Regions from separate parts of the Mus musculus genome. Here region 1 is linked to region 2. A link is a contact called in public HiChIP or PLAC-seq data. All regions are on one chromosome and are shown on one strand. Each heading gives the region's core, a stretch centred on a gene start, on an enhancer-like site or on the middle of the called end of the contact. The rest is flanking DNA. Distances are from core to core; before and after follow the strand shown. Region 1 has its middle 230 kb from the start of Nnt. Region 2 overlaps Fgf10 (fibroblast growth factor 10).

Region 1 (2,854 bases), core at 292-2,791, 390 kb after region 2:
CTTTATTATCTTTATCTATCTCTATTACTTTCCGTGTATTTTCTTTTACCACATCTGTCAAACTGTAGTTCATTCATCTTTCAAAACTTTCTTCCTACAACCTTTCTCACCAGGAATCTTTGTTTACAAAATAAATCTTCCATACTAAAGAGCACCTTGCATATATACCTAAATGGTTTTCACTTACATATTACATTGTGAACTTCCTAAGATAAAAAATAATAATAATAACATGTACCTTTTTTTCTTACTATCTAATCCACCATGTGATGTGGATTTGCATGGAACTTTTTCAAGCATTGCATGATAAAAAAGAATACTACTTTCAAAGTGCAGTCTCAGAAAGAGATGTTGGTAGACAGGGCATTGTTGTCAGAGGTGGACTACATCACAAACTAATCCCCTTGGCTCCTACTCTCAACCTCCCTGGGCATCGGCCGAGGATCCTCACCTGGCTGTTCTAAAAAAACACAGGAAAGAGAAAATGAGAGATCAGGACAGATGGACACAGCCTTGGGCTAGGATTTGCTAGTCAGTAAACAGCTCTGACCTTAACTTGGTATCATATTCATATTCTCTCTCCCTCTCTCCCTCTCTCCCTCTCTCCCTCTCTCCCTCTCTCCCTCTCTCCCTCTCTCCCTCTCTCCCTCTCTCCCTCTCTCCTTCCCTCCCTCTCTCCCTCTCTCCCCCTCTCCCAGAGATTCTAATTCCCACAGGGTCTTCAGGTTGAATCACACGCCCCCACACATTTCTTATCATTTGAGTCCTTCCTGAAGAAATGCCCTCTCAAGGGAGACATTAAGAGGAAAAAATAAAGTCTTTCAGCCACCAAAGACATCCACTGGGTTACTAGCATCCAGTCGACTGCCAAACTCCTACTTTCTTGAGTATACCTGGATTCTCCCCTCTGCATTCTGATAGTCGCTCTCACTTGGGGCTAAACAAGGTTTGCCTTAAAATGCTTCTGAAAGCATCCAAAATATGAAATGTATCTTCTGTATAAAATACAGCAAGAAAGAAAAAATAATTCCCTTCCAAAAAAAAAAGACTAATCTTGTATTTAAAGCTAGTACCTAATAATAAAATTACAGTAATAATGTTTCACGGTTTTGTCCTCAGCAAAAGTACTACTGTGTGACTATTGAAACACTTTATATCATCAAATTGTGACAGTTTATCAGCTCCCACAAATGTTCTCCAGAGGTCATTTTCAAATCCCACGAAACCAGAAAGTGTGGAATAACCAAGGGTTTCTCCTGTAGAACTGCATTTGCCTTTGCCTGGGCCAACAGTCAAGGACTATTACTAAAATGTATGAGAGGGCAAGGCACCACATCAGATTTTATTCCTTCCCTGGGCCTTGTGCTGTATCTCACCAGCATCCACAACCAGCAGACTCTTCACCCCTCGGGAGCCCTGACTTAGCTAACTACCCTCTGCAGCAGCCAGCAGATGCCAAAAAGGGGAAGATCTGTCCCTCACAGCAGCTCCACCCTGCTCCCCGGCAGATTCCAGAGTTGTTCCTGGCTGTGGTTTTCAGACTTATCTAGTGATGTGTCACATGTTTGGGCTGTTATGTGATCCATCCTGGCTGCCTTGTGCTCCTAAAAGCTTTTTCCATTTGATGACTTTTATACATTCCAAACAGTTGTGAATGAGGTGCCTTATGACTCGCCAGTGCCAACATAGTAAAGGTCTGTGTGAGTAGAGAAACGGAACTCCTTCTCCAGAGCCCTTCCTTGACAACCAGTTGCTTCCCTGGGCACCACACGCAACTTCCAACCGCAAAAATCCCATCTTAACAACTCCCCCTACGCTTCCTTCAAGACCTGTTTTTTCCTCACTTAAATAATACTCACTTAAAGATTCTGTAATTACCAAATGCCACCTTGCCTCTTTCTTTGACCTCTCCAAGGCATGTGACATGGTCGTTCTTCCTGCCCTTGAAACTCATTTCTGGGGTTCTCCAGACTACTTAACCATCCCTTCCTCCCCTTCTCCCCGCATCTCTGCTCCTCTACTTCCCCTCCTCCCTTCTTCCCCTCCTCCCCTTTGCTACTTTTTCCCTTTTCTCCTCCCATTCTCCCCTCCCCTGGCTGCAGTTCCGGCTTGTGTTCATCCGGTATCCTGTAAACACTGGGATAACCTGAATCTATATCCAAGCTCCTTTCCTCTCTTTCCTCTCCTGCCTGCTACCCTCCAGTTATCACCCTGTCACTCCCTCCTAACTCAGCAAATGTTCAGGTCTCCTGAAACCCTTACATGAACTAGGGGCAGCACACTCTTCATATTGTCTGTGTCGTGTCGGCTTGACTCATGACTCTAAGTCTGATCTAAATACCTGATATTCTTGATGTTCGGTCATCTTTTAAAAACAGGATCTTTTGTTTTGTCCTGGTTATAGGGCAGATTCCCTTGGTGAAAACATTGACTCATAATGAAAAATATCCAGCAACCCTTAGGCTCTCGTGCTGGAGAGATCAGACGGTGTGTTTTGGCCACTCAAATAAATGAAGACCTCACATTAGAACAGAGAGGATGCCAACCAGGTCGGGTCCCCCTGACATTGATATCACCCCAGCAAAGACCCCAGATATCATCAAGCAACAGAAAAATGCCTTTAATGGGTGGTTTATTAATTATATGACAACATCTATGAGGATTTTTTTAAGTTGTTAAAAGATGGGGGTGGGGGTAGGGATGAGGGAGTAGGCAATAGTAAATAAACATATTACCTTCCCAAGCTTCAAACATAAGATCATTACCTTTCTTTTTCCCATGTTTTCATTCAACAAATGATTTCATTATGGGCCTACTATGTGCCAGACACTGTACCAAGAACTGGTGACACAGA
Region 2 (3,023 bases), core at 90-2,589:
TCCATTTCTGGATTGTAGTTCATTCTAGATGTAGTACAACCAGGAATAGCCACCCCACAAACATTTGTATTATAATCATATGGCACCATGTTCAGCTAGAACCCAGGGCCTTCTTCTTTCTATGTATGAACACTATCAAGTGAGTGACATCTCTAGTACCCAAAACATTTTCTGTATCTTAGCTTTAAATCATCCCTTGAATTGATTTTTAAGTAGATAAGGTTTGTAAATGTGATAAGCCCATATTTCTGGTAATTCCATTTTTCTTACAGGATCTATAGTTAATACCATGAAAAATAAGATTATTAACACTCTCCTCTATAGCTAGATCATCATAAATACTGGTATTGTAATGTCTACTTCCTGATAATCATTCTAGGCACATAAACCATGTTATATTCAAAGCATTTCAACTTTTTAATGGGCCAGAAGACATGGCACTGCTGCAGTGATTCATCAAAGATGACTCGTGTGTTTTCAAACACAGAATCTGTTGTGTGCTTAGGATTTTTGACTCTTCTGTTGTTAGCGTTGTATATGAAGTGAGTACTTTATGTAAGAAAAAAATGGAAGCTACAAACAAGACAATGGAGTGTAGATCATTACATGGCTTGTATCACATGGAATCAAGTATTATCACCATCTGAATAAATAACTGTGTTTCCCTTGCAGAAAGAGTTTAACAACGACTGTAAGCTGAAAGAGAGAATAGAGGAAAATGGATACAACACCTATGCATCTTTTAACTGGCAGCACAATGGCAGGCAAATGTATGTGGCATTGAATGGAAAAGGAGCTCCCAGGAGAGGACAAAAAACAAGAAGGAAAAACACCTCTGCTCACTTCCTCCCCATGACGATCCAAACATAGAAGAAAACACTGTTGGTGGATGCAGTACAACCAATGACTCTTTGGACAGAAAGAGATGGTATCCTCACTGAAGACTGTAGCTCAAAAGGCAAAGACATAGCCCTGAATTCAGCTTGTTTAAAGGAAGGAAGGCTTTGGATGTTTTTGTACTCACTGCTGACATACAAAGTTCTTTTCACTAGCTCTGTGTCATTGTGTCATGCCTTATAATCAAGATAGAGGCAAGTCAAGTTTGGATGGAAGTTATCCTCAAGTGAACAATGTTGTGGTGGGGGCTGGGCTTTTTTTGTTTGTTTGTTTGTTTCATTTTTAAGTTTTTGTTTTTGAACTTCTGAGATAGAACTTAAAGAACATGGAACACTCTGTTGAATGATCTTTGGGAAAGTTATTTATGGAATATGAACACATATCAAAGACTTTCATTGCTCATTCAAGCCTGATGATTCAATGAGCAGTAAGACACGCAAGCATTTACTGGAAAGCACTTGGGTCATATCATATGCACAACCAAAGGAGCTTTGGGTGTGGCACCATGGAAGAATTGGATCAGATTTACAAATATAAACATAGTAGTATGAAACTGTCCTAATACAAATAGTATGGTATGCTTGTGCATTCTGTCTCCATCCTTTTCTATTTCCTTCTAAGTTATTTATTTAATAGGATGTTAAATATCTTTTGGGGTTTAAAGAGTATCTTCAATGCTGCCCTCTGGTTTACCTTTTCTCTCTCTCTCTCTCTCTCTCTCTCTCTCTCTCTCTCTCTCTCTCTCTCTCTCTCTCTCTCTCTCTCTCTCTCCCTCTCTCTCCCTCCCTCCCCCCTCTGGCACCATACGCACATTCATGACAAAGTGTTTTAAAACCTTGGCAAACACTTCAGAAATAGGAGATGAGATCAAGGAAGCAGTATGAATGCCCCATGCGCTCTCAGTTGACTTAATTTGCACTTCTGCAATAAAAAACACCAGCAATGACTATGGCAGAATTCTGCTATAGATTATGTAACAGATATCTGTCATCATTTGTCAACATATATCAGTCCAGAGGGACCCTTACCTTAAAATGTAGAAGGCCAAATTCTCTTTCATTGTCTTATTTCATCTTCAAGAATATACTAAAAGAAGAAAAAATGAATTGTTAGACTAACATTGTTGGGTTTTTTTTTTCCTACTGATGATGGCTTGCCACAGGTCACAATGGCAAATGATGCAAAGGTTATCTGCACATACATGAGCCCTTTGTAAGGCCCACAGAATCCTTCTCCCTCAAAAGAACCAAAAAAGGAAATTTGGTATGAAGTGCAACTCTCCCTGGGGCTTAACCTGAGCAAATATATCCTAGTATATGAGTAACCATATACTGACACCTGTTCAAGCTGAATGGTCTAGTCTTTACAGAACCACATAAACCTTGTTTTCTGTAAATTTAAAATGTTCTAGAAGGTTCCATAATATAACCACATTGAAATTCATTTTCTTAGAAAAGGTATAGAAAGCAGTATGTAAGTGTGCCATGCACCCTCGCTCTGTAGATCACTAAATAAACACGTAAGCCTTATTTGCAGTGTCTGTAGTGATTTTAAGAATGTAGGAAACACTTCTAAAAAAATTTTAAAGGATAACTCTGAGATGATATTGATGCTGCAGTCTTCTTTCTTGTTTGGAAATGTCTGTTTATTTTCATTGTTTGGATTCAGTATTTTGATAGGAACAAAAAGACTCACCAAATGTGTCTGTTTACTAAAATTTAACCTCTAGAGAGGCTAGTGATTTGTGATCCTCTTCTAACTTATTTGTGCTGATGCTTGACCAGTACAAATCAGCTTTTTAAAATATTATTATTAAAGGTTGATCAGTCATTTTAAAATTGGCCTTTTTTTTCAGAATGTTCCTACAGGTCATAATTTATGATTTCTTTGAAAAGCTTGCATTTCAAGAGAAAAGCACAGAGGCACAATGCTTTGGTTTATGGGTATAGGTTGCATTTTGTGGTGTTCTTTCAACTTGTTTTCTGACAAATGGGATTTTTAAAATGTATACTTCTTGTGGTTGGATTCTGTATGTTAGAGTTTAATTGGTAACTGAGTCTAAAGGCTCTAATGTAATGAATCTCTAGAAGAACTAGGTATCTTTTTTTACTTTTATTTTAAAATAA

Evidence for each region. HiChIP or PLAC-seq counts read pairs in DNA pulled down with a chosen protein or histone mark.
Region 1: a CTCF HiChIP or PLAC-seq map of the NIH/3T3 cell line shows a contact between it and region 2, with 5 read pairs. The contact joins two enhancer-like sites. A contact is called at or near these places in 1 of 15 datasets of contacts at CTCF or cohesin (the NIH/3T3 cell line) and 1 of 115 datasets of contacts at active chromatin or transcription factors (the NIH/3T3 cell line).

Annotation. Positions count from the first base shown.
Region 1 is chr13:119,176,405-119,179,258 of GRCm38.p6, forward strand. No RefSeq gene overlaps it. Among named protein-coding and RNA genes, the nearest start is that of Nnt, 230 kb to the right of the region's middle. Within about 2 kb of position 1,542, at least 39 of the 459 cell types and tissues checked have an H3K27ac peak or open chromatin away from gene starts, as enhancers often do. A contact at or near this core is called in the NIH/3T3 cell line, where this site is marked.
Region 2 is chr13:118,788,447-118,791,469 of GRCm38.p6, forward strand. It overlaps Fgf10 (fibroblast growth factor 10), which reads left to right. Exons shown (of 3, transcript NM_008002.4): 3 at 673-3,023. The coding sequence ends at 870. Among named protein-coding and RNA genes, the nearest start is that of Fgf10, 75 kb to the left of the region's middle. Within about 2 kb of position 1,340, at least 7 of the 459 cell types and tissues checked have an H3K27ac peak or open chromatin away from gene starts, as enhancers often do. A contact at or near this core is called in the NIH/3T3 cell line, where this site is marked.